Regions from separate parts of the Mus musculus genome. Here region 2 is linked to region 1. The links are chromatin contacts, called in public HiChIP or PLAC-seq maps. All regions are on one chromosome and are shown on one strand. Each heading gives the region's core, a stretch centred on a gene start, on an enhancer-like site or on the middle of the called end of the contact. The rest is flanking DNA. Distances are from core to core; before and after follow the strand shown. Region 1 holds the start of Racgap1 (Rac GTPase-activating protein 1). Region 2 holds the start of Dnajc22 (DnaJ heat shock protein family (Hsp40) member C22).

The links. HiChIP or PLAC-seq counts read pairs in DNA pulled down with a chosen protein or histone mark.
Region 2: a contact with region 1 is called in an H3K4me3 HiChIP or PLAC-seq map of stem cell-derived neural progenitor cells, with 2.6 times the contacts expected there. The contact joins the promoter of Dnajc22 here to the promoter of Racgap1 in region 1. A contact is called at or near these places in 3 of 39 promoter capture datasets (hippocampal neurons, pre-B cells and second pharyngeal arch cranial neural crest) and 1 of 115 datasets of contacts at active chromatin or transcription factors (stem cell-derived neural progenitor cells).

The regions. Positions count from the first base shown.
Region 1 is chr15:99,648,245-99,653,878 of GRCm38.p6, reverse strand. Racgap1 (Rac GTPase-activating protein 1) reads left to right here and starts at 2,223. Exons shown (of 17, transcript NM_001253808.1): 1 at 2,223-2,372.
Region 2 is chr15:99,095,974-99,101,534 of GRCm38.p6, reverse strand. It overlaps Dnajc22 (DnaJ heat shock protein family (Hsp40) member C22), which reads right to left and starts at 2,051. Exons shown (of 3, transcript NM_176835.2): 1 at 1,935-2,051; 2 at 1-712. The coding sequence starts at 599.

The DNA.
Region 1 (5,634 bases), core at 974-3,473:
ACACTGAAGCTCTTTTACAGACTTAGCCAGCCTCCACCAGCATCCCGGCACTCGAAACCACTGCGTCTCCAGAGGCCCGACACTCAAGAACCAGGTTAAAAGCCAGCGCCTCCCGTAAGTGGCAGAGCTAGGATCGAACCCTATGCTTCCTGGAACTGGAGCCTTTGCATTTCCCAGTTCAAGTGGACCCCAGCTCCCAATGCTCAAAACTCAATTTGGAGGTCCTCACCAGTCTGGTGCATCAGGCAAAAGGTGCTGAGTGAGATGATACTTGGCTCCTGGGTTCCGTGGAGGGGTTGGAGGGCAGTGTCTCCATCCCGTTCCCGCCCCACCCACCCCCACTCCAGCCGGCCCATCACCGGACATCGTTTGGAATATGTAGATTGGGTGGTGGGATGGAATACTGCCACCATCTGGTAGAGTTCAACTCACCTGCACTTGAATGACTTTGTTGGGGCTGCCTACCATGCTAAATGCAGCAGTAAATCAAAGGAGTCCTACTGCGGTTCTCTGGAAGCCGATGGACTGGCCAGCAAAGCAAGGGGGTATTTACTGAGCAGATACTTGGTACTGGGACATGTGCTTCATTTTACAAGGATGTCTGAAAGGCCCCGAGAGTCAGACATTGTTTCCACTTATAGATGCCTGAGCCAAAGCACAGCACGTGGAAGGCCCTACAAAAGTAACTAGAAGAATCAGAAAACGATGAGGTAACTCACACAGAGGAGGAAGGGAGCTAGAAATTATAGCAAAAGCACACAGAGGCAGGCAGCATAGACTCCTTTGAAGAAAGCATTAAAATAATAATAATAATAATTCAAGTTGCCCAAAGGACAGATAGGACTTAGTCAAATGAAGTTGGGGGAATGGGCAGGAAGGATGTTTGGGGCAGACGGAACAGCAAGAGTTCTGCAAGCGCTGGATGCTAAGAGTAGCTTGGTGCACTTCAGGACCTGTAGACAGGAGGGAGTCAGGAGGGGCAGCTGGAGAGCCCGGAAGCCCAGGTTAGGGGAGCCCTGTTAAAGACCCTGATCTTTTTTTAAGGAGGAGAAGTGAAACGGTTAATGGTTTTCAGCAAGGAAGAGCCATGGTTGGATCTGATTTTTTGTTTGTTTTAGGCTGGTGTGAAACTAAGTAGCAGAGGCTGGTCTTAATCCCTCAGCCTCCACGCCCTAAGTGCTGGGGTTTCGGGTGTGTGCCACCACACCCACCCAGAACTGCCTTTGAAAATACCACGGTTGTAAAGAGTTCGAGGAAGGGCTCAGTTCCCTTGGTGGTTAGACTTCTGAGGCAGGCCAGGCTGGCCTTGAACTTACAGAAATCTGCTTCTGCTGTGCTGGGGTTAAAGGGGTGTACCTGGATCACTGTTTCTAGTAAACTCTAGCTAGCCAGTATTTTGTCAAGTTGCTAGTAGCCACACCTACCAGTAATTAGTAAATTCAGGAAGGAAGGGACACCAACACAGAGACATAACAAAAAAAGGAACAGAAACATTGGGAACACACTAATAGATTAAGATGAATAGTTTGCTGGTGTACGTAAAAGGCATTTCTGATGTTGGGTCCAGATCTTTCAAAGTTTCAAAGCCTCTGTACCAATACGACGCCAAATTTTAAGTGCCACTTATTAAATGGAATTATAACACTTCATTTTGCATTTCTATTTGTTTTCTTGAGCTGTCTTCCCCCATTCATAGCTACTGGAAAGCAGAGACCACATGATCGGTATTTTTTTCTGATTCCTAGCAGAGTGCTTGCTATGAAGTTGGCATACTTACTGTGCATCAAATAGAAGTCTGAATGAATGCGTGAATGAATGGAGGGATAATTATAGCTCAGTAAATATGGTTAAAATGATTGCTGCTCTGTCTCCTTCTGGAATTCTTCCTATTCTACAGTGAGACCCGAAAACTATTCAGTTATTAGTTTCCAAGGGTCCTATTTGACTGCGTGGGGAAACAGGAGGCAAGAAATAATATGCAATTAGTCAACAGGTCATTAGGATAATTGCAAGAAAGGAAGCTGGAGCCTGGAATGTGAGTCCTACACGGGCCACGAAACACCCACTACTCCCGCAAAATTGTGTGTGTGCCCTTAGTCAAAATGGCCGCCTTTCGGGCGTCTCGCTAATGTAATGCGCATGCCCATTCCGTTTTGCGCCCGCCCCCTGGCCCTGACACTTGCGTCTTCGTGATTATGAGCTCCTCTGTGATTGGCTGGTGCGTGATTTTGAACCGGATCTGGCGGCGCGGTTTTACACTGCCGTTAGTGAGGCGCGTCGCTGGTAGACAGCAGCCCTCCTGGGGCGCGGCGGCCGGAGAGTGAGCGCCGCGGGCCGGACGGGGTTGCGTGTGCGCGGGGCCGGGAGCCTCGGTAAGCCGGTCGAGGTCGCGAGCGAGCGAGCGAGCGGGCGGCGGGGAGGCGGGCGAGGGGAGGGGGCGGCGGGACCCGGCTGCTCTCGGCGTGGCGCTCCTTGCAAAGTCGGGGCGTCCTTTTGAGGCGTGGCCGGCCGGGTGCGGGTGTGGTTCCCTCAAGGTGGTCTTGGCGAGCCCCAGTGCCGGGCGTGGGAATGGCGGGGAGAGCCCCCTCATACCCTTTTCCGAGGAACAGTCTCTTTTGAGGGAGAAATCAGGTGTTTGGGGAACCCGGCGGCCTGACGTGGAGAGCCTCTACCTTCTAGGCTGTCTCCCACAAGGCTCATTAGAACATCCCTAGTTGTGGAGAGTTGGAATGTTGCAAATTCGGAGCCTATCTCGGGTGATTTTTTTTTTCCAGGCCCCCCCCCCTTTTAATAATTTATTGCCCACCTCTGTCACTGACCTACCTACTGTTCTGTGATTTGCATGTGAAACCCTTTGGGGTGTATTAATTTATATGAACAGCTTCCACCAACAGAAAAGCTAAGACTTGTTCTTAACTATAAAACGTAGTGAGAATGGTTATATCACAACGTAGTATTTTGGTATTCTGGATTCATGTTCACTAGCCAGGGTCACTTATATTTGGCTCACTCATTTCCCTTGGAATGAGAGCTTTGTTTTTGTGCCTCAGAAAGAGAGGAAGAAAGAGAGGAAGAGGGGGAGAGACTGACTGCAGTACTCCCAATAGTGTATCGGAAGGTTATTGGATTTACTGTTTACCTTTTAAAGTTCTATCACTCCTAAATAAACTGGACTCCGTGTATGTGTGGTAGTGTCTTATGTAGCCCAGGCTGGCCTCTTGTAGCCAAGGATAACCTTGGACTTCTGAGCCTCCTGTCCTTGGAGTGCTGGGATTACAGGCATTACAGGATAACTTGGAGATTACATGTGTGATCTGCCATTCTCAGTATTTGCTGTGTTGAGGACAGAAACCAGGGGCTTGTCATGCTAGAGAGACATGGTATCAGCTGAGCTACAGGCCAGCACAATTGTACATGTAATTTCACGTAAGACTGTCTTCTACTAACCTTTAAAACCTCTGTGGACTGATGAGGCTGCATGTCAGGCTGCCAGGGTGCAGTAAAGATAGGGACTCTTATGCTGTGTTAGACTTCAGTGCTGTCTGCTGGTCAACTTGGCTTTTGGGTTGATGAAAGGTAGGTGTGTGTTTGTTTCTGTTTTTATTTCTATTCTGAGACAGGGTTTTGCTGTGTGTAACAGCTCTGTATGTCCTGGAACTCTGTAGACCAGGCTGGCCTGGAACTCACAGAGATCTGCCTACCTCTATGTCTCCTAAGCACTGGGATTCAAGGTGTGTGCTGCCATTCTCCGGGTGAAAGGTAATTCAGGCCAAAATTTCATCTGATAGTCACAAGGAGGTGTCTGGTGTGTTAGTGGAGCTAAAGATCACTCAGATAATTTGGCTGCAGATCTGAGACATTCTATCAAACTCTCCACAAATACAGACCCTCCAATCTTAGCCTTATACTTTTTTGGTTCTGTTTGGTTTTTGTTTTTTGAGATAGCTTTATAGAATTATAACATTGACTTTTACCCCTGGGTTTCCCCCCATATAAGGTTTTTATACCATGCTACATTAATAAAAAACCTGTTGCACCAAGCCTTGGGCACTGTTCTAGATACCAGTGGCTCTGCAAAGTCCTTGCTTTCCAGACAGTAAACTAAGTGAACATATCAGGTGGAGACAAGTGCTCTGGAGCAGAAGCAACCAGGAGTTATGGAAAATAGTGTGGCTGGAAGAGACTTCACTGAGAAGTAAACTCCCAGGGGTGGGGTGGATGGGGACTGGATGAGATGGGGGGACTGTCCATGCTAGAGATGGCAGCAGAGAGTAACCGGAAACCGGAGTCCAAAGAGAATGACTAGATCAGTGGTAGCCCAACTCTTCAGTGCTTGCTCAGTGGAGACAAGATGCTAACAATCAAACACAGTGTGTGCCCTGCTATGGAGCTCTGATGGAATATGCTGGGCAAAGGGCTGGCTGAGGGTAATGAGGTCTGTGTTGTGCTCTTTAAAGGTCATTCTTTTCCCCTCCCCCAGCATATATTCACATTGTGAGATCTGTCTGTCTGAGTTGCAGTCACTAGGAAAAGTGATTGCTGAGACAGACTCTGGGTGGGCCTCACAGGAAGCAGTCAGTGTGCTGAACTTACCCATCACACCCAGTTCTCCCCCCCTCCCCCCCTCTGGTCTTCACTCATGGTGAGCTGGGAACATTTTGTTTACTCTTTCTGCAATTGATTTGCTCATAGGGACGATTGGTCTCACGATGGCATTTCTTCTGTCAGTTGGATGGAGCCTCTGACACAGAGCAGAAGCCGGACACTTAGGGAGATGAATTGTTCTCGAGTGCTTTTGAATGAAAGCAACTTAGTCTGAGCTTGTCTTTAGTAGGAGTATGTCTGTGGCAGTGGGAAACCTACACTGTTAATGTCTTGGGAATCTCCAGAACAGCAATGTGTATAATAATGTTTTTCATTAAAATACTTTGCTGGAAAACAAAATCAAGCAATCTGCCGTTGCTTTGTCTTATGCAATGTAACACTCGATGCAGCTAAAAAAAAAAAAAAAAAAAAAAACCCTGATATATAGTTTTTTTTTTTAATAATGTTATTTGTAGGACGAGTATAGATGCCTTTCCCAGGATACCCTGCAGTAAGATCTGTAATAGTCTGTTGTTCTGAAGGACTGTCTGTCTCTTTCCTGGGTGATTGAAATTAAATTGGGGGCTCAAAGCAATCATAGCAAGCTGAGAGTCTTTCTCCTGGTGTTGCCAAATTGCTCCCTTAGGGATACTCACAGATAGGGAGTGTAACACAGTGACTTCTTTACCTCTGGGGCTCCCATCAATAGCAGCTGAGATTCTGGGCACCTTTTGTTTAAAGTGCTCACAGGGGCCTTTGCAGTGTTGTCAAAAGGCAGCAGCCTCTGCTTTGCAAGTGACAGCTGCTCCACAGCTGAGAGCAGCGCTCTGCAGCTCGACTGCTTCTGCCTCCTCTCACATTACTGCATCTCCTAGCCATGCTGCTAAATAATAAAGGGGGGGGGGATGAAAATGTGGCCGAGCAGGAAAATTAAAGCCATTCTCAACTGACACTGAAAAGGCCGAGTGAGTTTTACCTCTCCACATTATGATTTGAGAGTCAGTAGTCATGCAGAGGGGTGGGGTTTGTCATCTATAAATAATTCCTGAG
Region 2 (5,561 bases), core at 802-3,301, 550 kb after region 1:
GTACTGTAGGCCAGAGGGCCGGTGAAGGCGAGGTAAGCCAAGCCCACGCGGTAGAGCCGCACACTAAGTGTCTCTGACCCCGCTGAGGCTTTGTATCGTCGATGCTTCTGGGCTGTAATGCTGGCAGCCAAACTGATAGGCAGGATGGCTATGGGGCGGCCATAGAACACAGGGGACGTGAGGAAGGCCGCTCCTAAGGTATTCTTAAAGTCTGAGGTCTGGTTACCAACAGCAGCTACCAGCAAGACCCCTAAGCCAACAGCCAGTGGGAGGCCCACTATATAGAAGTTGTCCATGGAAGAAAGGCTGACTAGAGCCACAAGACCAAAATAGACACCCACTACTATCTGGGAAGCAAAGCGAAGGAGACTGAGAGGTGGTCTCTCCTCTTCCGGCCTCTGTTTCCAACTCTGGACTCTGTTGGCTTGAGCCACAAAGCTCGGGAGCTTCCAGAATTCCCAGAGCCAGCCCAACCCACCACCTCCCAGGGTGAGCATCCAGAGCAGGGCATGGCTGTCCCTTCCCAGGTACAGGTGGTGGAGCCCAACAGGACCCCCCAAAGCCCAAAGGACATAGGTCATCAGCAGCCCTTTGGCCATCCTCTAGGGCAAGAGTCTCAGAGAAAATCCAGTGGCGTTTGACATTGATCAAATTGCAGAAATCTCAAGGTCCTCTGTGAGAATCACTGCAGTCTGGAGGGTCATCCTTAGGCCTGAGAGGTGAAGCAAGGAGAAAGGCTCAGCAGTAATAAAAATCAAGCTAGCCCTACCTCGGGGTCTCTCAGGTACTAGATGTCTCCTATCTTCCGTTAGCACCCCAGTCCTGTTATTTACAATCACAGTGACTCCATATTTAAGGGAGGAAATGCTTCAATTAAAATATTTTCATTTATTTATTATTAATTTATTGATATTTGAGGCACAGTCTTATTGCACGTTCCAAACTGGTCTTATGCGGCCATAGCTGAGGACATCTTGGTCTTCCTGCCCCTACCTCCTCAAGTGCTGAGGTTATAGGCATGTGCCACCATGTCCAAGGAAGAGAATGTTTTTGTTTTTAAGATTTATTCATTATTATGCATACGTACACTGTAGCTGTGCTCAGACACACCAGAAGAGGGCATCAGATCCCATTACAGATGGTTGTGAACCACCAGGTAGAGTCAGTGCTCTTAACCGGCTGAGCCATCTCTCCACCCCCAGGAAGAGAATGTTTTAAGTGACTTTAAGTTGGGACACTGAGAACTAGGTGCCTGAACAACAACAACAACAACTCAAAAGCTTGGGACTAACGGGTGACCCAGGGGTCACTTGGGGTTTAAATTCCCAGCACCCACATGGCAGCTCATAGATGCCCTCTTCTGGTCTCCAAGGATATCAGGAGTGCATGCAGTGCACACACAAAGGTTCAAGCAAAACACCCGTGTACATAAAGTAAAATTGAGAAAGAATAAGAAGGGGGAAAAAAGAAGCTTAAATTTCTATCCTCCCCTTAGACTCTGGAATAGTAATGGCTCACAGGAAAGGGCTGAAGAGAATACTTTTTCACTGTTTCAAACCCCTTTGAAAGCCAGTGTCTTAGCCAAACTCACTCCTTTAACATCGTGTGTGTGTGTGTGTGTGTGTGTGTGTGTGTGTGTGTGTGTGTGTGTGTGTGTGTGTAAGCGGGTGCATTCTGTAACTCGGCCAAAGCCCTTTCCAGCTTTCCCATCTCCCCAGACTATGCCGTTCTCCCACAAGCCAAATTTGAAAGGGACCCTGAACTCCTTCCACTTAAACGTTCTGGAGAACATTTTGACCCAGACCTTAGCACCCCACAGCCCAGCCATCCTATCCCTATCAACCAGATCGAAGGCACTCTACAAAGCGGCCGCAAAAATCCTCAGAATATCAAATCTGCCTGCCAATCGTCTTACCTACTTCAAGCAAACTCACCCTCAGGCAGTCCCAGCAGGGCCGCAGTACCTGGCAGCCCAGGCTTCCAGGCTGCTTCAGAACAGCCATTGCCTTTGAACACAGATTCAAAATGGCCCCTCTGTAACTGCTCTCACCTCCACACAAGTGGACTTTGTCCCTCAGTGCTGGGTGACTGTGTTTGAAGTCAGGCCACCTCCTGCAGGCCCCGCCCCGAAAGCCCTGGTCAGCCCCTTCGTAGCCACCTTCCGGTCCTGTGTTCCTGGGCTCTGATCGCCCTCTCTACGGGAAGCTTTCCCCAGACTCACCCAGTTTTACACTGTAGGGCCTGGAACCGCGCCCCACTCCCGGCAGTGCGCACCTCTTGCAGCACTTCATTAACACCGCCAGATGGCGCTGCCGTTTACGGAAGGGAGGGTCCCCAAAAGTCCCAGATCTCCTTTTTGCAAGGTTGGGACATTCCTGGTCAAAGCTGTCCGAACCGTGCAGCTACCTGGCGGGAGAAAAAGGGCGACTCTATCAATAAAATTAAAAATCTCGACTTCCTCTCCTCTCCGCCACAAATGGGAGGTGATCCCTGTCTCGCTTCTCTCTGTACTCCAAGACGGCCATTATAGGATCACGTCTAATTTCTTAAAGGAGAGACATCCACTCAGAGGTGAAGGAGAGAGCCCCTCAAGACCCGCAATTCTGCCTCACTACCTTGCTTCCAGGCCTTCCAGTTAGGGGACTCCACAGCCAGACCTGGGAGTCTGAGCCTGCATAGCCCAGAATCCATAGAGCCAGAAGCTGTTCAGACCCTTGTAGCCTGAAGCAAAGGGGGGGGGGGGAACCCACACCAGCAAGGGATACAGGGTGGGGGCGAGCCATCAGAAGAGTAAGGGCAAACCCAGGGAGACTCGGGGGAGAGGAGCCTGCCTTCTCGCTTGGACGCTGGAATGGAGCTGGCTTACAAGATGCCTTCAACATCCCGGGCTACAATCCCCGAGCAGCTCCGTGACCTTGGCCAAGTCACACCCTTTCCTGAGCTTCAGTTTCTTTTAAAAGAAGCTTGGATCTACGAAATTCCCCAGGCTTGATTAGAGGTAGGGATGGAGCCGGTGGGCTTCACTTAGGGTCACTTGTCAACAGTGGGCAGAATGTTTTAGCTCCCTCCAACGTCTAGTTCTAGCTGGGGACTAGATATGGCCCCTTTAGGGCTGAGGAGGGGCGACAAAACGACAACCCAGCCACGGCTGGGGACGGGGGGCGGACGGGGGCGCTGAATAATGAATGAGACTTAATTGGGCCCGCTCTGCGCGGCGGCGCGCTAAGCTTGGCAAACAGCGCGGGCAGAAGCAGCCGCCGCCGCTGGACAAACAAACTCGCTCGGGAGCCGGGAGCCCAGTGCGAACCGCCTGGAGGGGGAGGGGACCCCGGGGAGCCAGGTCTCCTGCTCGCAGGAGGGGCCCAGAAGTGTCCAAAAACGCGAAAGGGATGAAGGCTTCGGGCCCAGCCTAGAAAGGACGGACTGGGGAGGGAGCGAAGCAGATTTTTGCCGTAGAGCCCTGGGACCCAAGGGCAATGTAAGCGCGTGAAAAAGATGGAGAAAAGAGTGGAGGACGGAGAAGAGAGTGAGAAATGAGCGAGGAAAAGGCACATCTGGAGGAGGGTGGTGGAGGGTGAGGGGCGAGAGGAGGACCATTACTGTGAGGAGAGGGCAGAGCGATGGAGAAACGAGAAGGGAGGCACAGGGGACCTAGAGAAGAAGAATTGAGGAAGAGTCAAGGAGAGGGATGAGAGGTGACCGGAATGAGAACAGGGGTGACAGGGTGGGCGAGAGGAGCCCCTGCCTGCGCCTCGCCCTGCCTCGCTCCCGCCCTACGCTCTCTCCAGCCGTCCGCACTCACTTTGTCACAATTACGGGGCCGTCACTCGGCCGGGATTGTTTTCCCCAAATTGTTGTTCTATAAACTGGCTCGGGGTGGGAGGTGGGGTGGGGGTGGGGGGAATCTGACAAGCTGAAGCGGGAGGGAGGGGAGCGTGTGAGCAGCTGTCGAGGGCATAGTAACGTATTTACCCGCCACTGGCCCAGGGCTGGCCTTGGCTGATACAGAAACCCGTGAGGAAATTGATGGCCACCCCAACCTTCGCCACCGTCCCCGATTTTTCATCTTCCAGGCCTCTCTCGGTCTCAGCTGCCTCGGTTTCCCCAACCGAACGCGGCAGGTACTGGAGGCCGAGGCGATGACCAGACAGGACCAAAAGTTGCTTAGCCTTTCCCCAGTCTCTCTGGCCGGCGCCCTCCAGCGCCTGCTCACGTCGCAGGTTTGCACTCTCATTCCTAAGTGTGCCCAGGTCCCCTCACCCCGGCGCCGCTCGCTACCCTAGACCACCTTGTCGCTCCTCTATTCTGCAAACATCTGTTGCGCCCACTGAGCGAGAACTGCGCTGGCTTCCAGCTGCCCCCCTCCGCCCCCAACACCTCCCCCGCCCGCCTCCTCCCCGCCAGCCCAGCTTGTCGGCTCCGTGACAGCCGCCGCCGAAGCCCGGGCCCCGCGGGAGCGGCCGGAGAGGAGACGCTGCATGGCTGGCTCCGACACCGGCCTCCCTCGCGGCTCCAGGGGCAACGGAGGATGGCGGCCGCTGAAGCGAGACCGGAGTCGGCCGCTGGAGTTGGCAGGACTAGACGGGGGAGGGGGGAGGCCTTGGGTGGGCTCCTCTCGGCTTCTTTTAAATCCTGTCTTTCTTAGTCGGTCGCCCTCGGTCCAGCCTGAGCAGAGACCCTTCCAGCTGCCGCTGAGCGCGCGTGGGATTCAGTAGGTTTCCTGGTTCCTCCCCCCGCAACGCCCCCCAGTCCGGGTGATTTACACCCCGGCTCCGCTCAGCGGCCGCTTCCCAATCAGGAATATCGACCCCGGGCGGGGCCCTCGGGCCGCATCGATCCCTCTAAGGCTCGGGATTTAAAAATGTCAAATTTGCCTTTTCCAAGCCGGTGGAGGGGGCGGGGGCCAGGAGGAGGGCCGTTTGCAGGGGAGGGTGGACAGCAGGGCATCGACCAGGCGCCTGTGCCCGGAATGAAAAGCGACGGCGGGCGTGCCCTGGCATGGCCTGGTCATTCTTGTGTTCTCATTTGTGGCAACAAGGAAGCTCTACCTCTGCTGCCTGGATTCCACAGCACATCACTATTACACTGGGTCATTCCCAGAGGCAGGAACCCAAAGAGGAGCAAAGACCACCCCAAATTTGACGAGACAAAATTGAAAGAGGTTAAAACATAGGGGAAAGAGACAAAACTAGAGTGGCCCCAAGAACAATGTAGACCTGGGAATAGCAAGGCAAACAGAAGCTGCCTTAGAGGTGCCCTATAAAGCAATGTTCCAGAGACCCAGAATCCCCTGCTCTCTATATAAAGTGCAGGAGGTCCAGCCCTGGTCAGGCCAGTCTCAACTTCTTAGTGGTTTGAGAATGAATGGAAGAGTGGAGACAGAGCTAGGCGAAAAAGAGATGACTATAATGTAATTTATAAGTAGTATTGTCTTCCCAAGCTGTGGACTAGTAATTAGCTAGGCCCAAGCAAGAGTCCAAAGATTTGGGTCTTCAGCAACTACTACTTCTCTGGGCCCTAAGAGATGGATTCGCTTAGAAATCAAAAGATCTGGGTGTTGG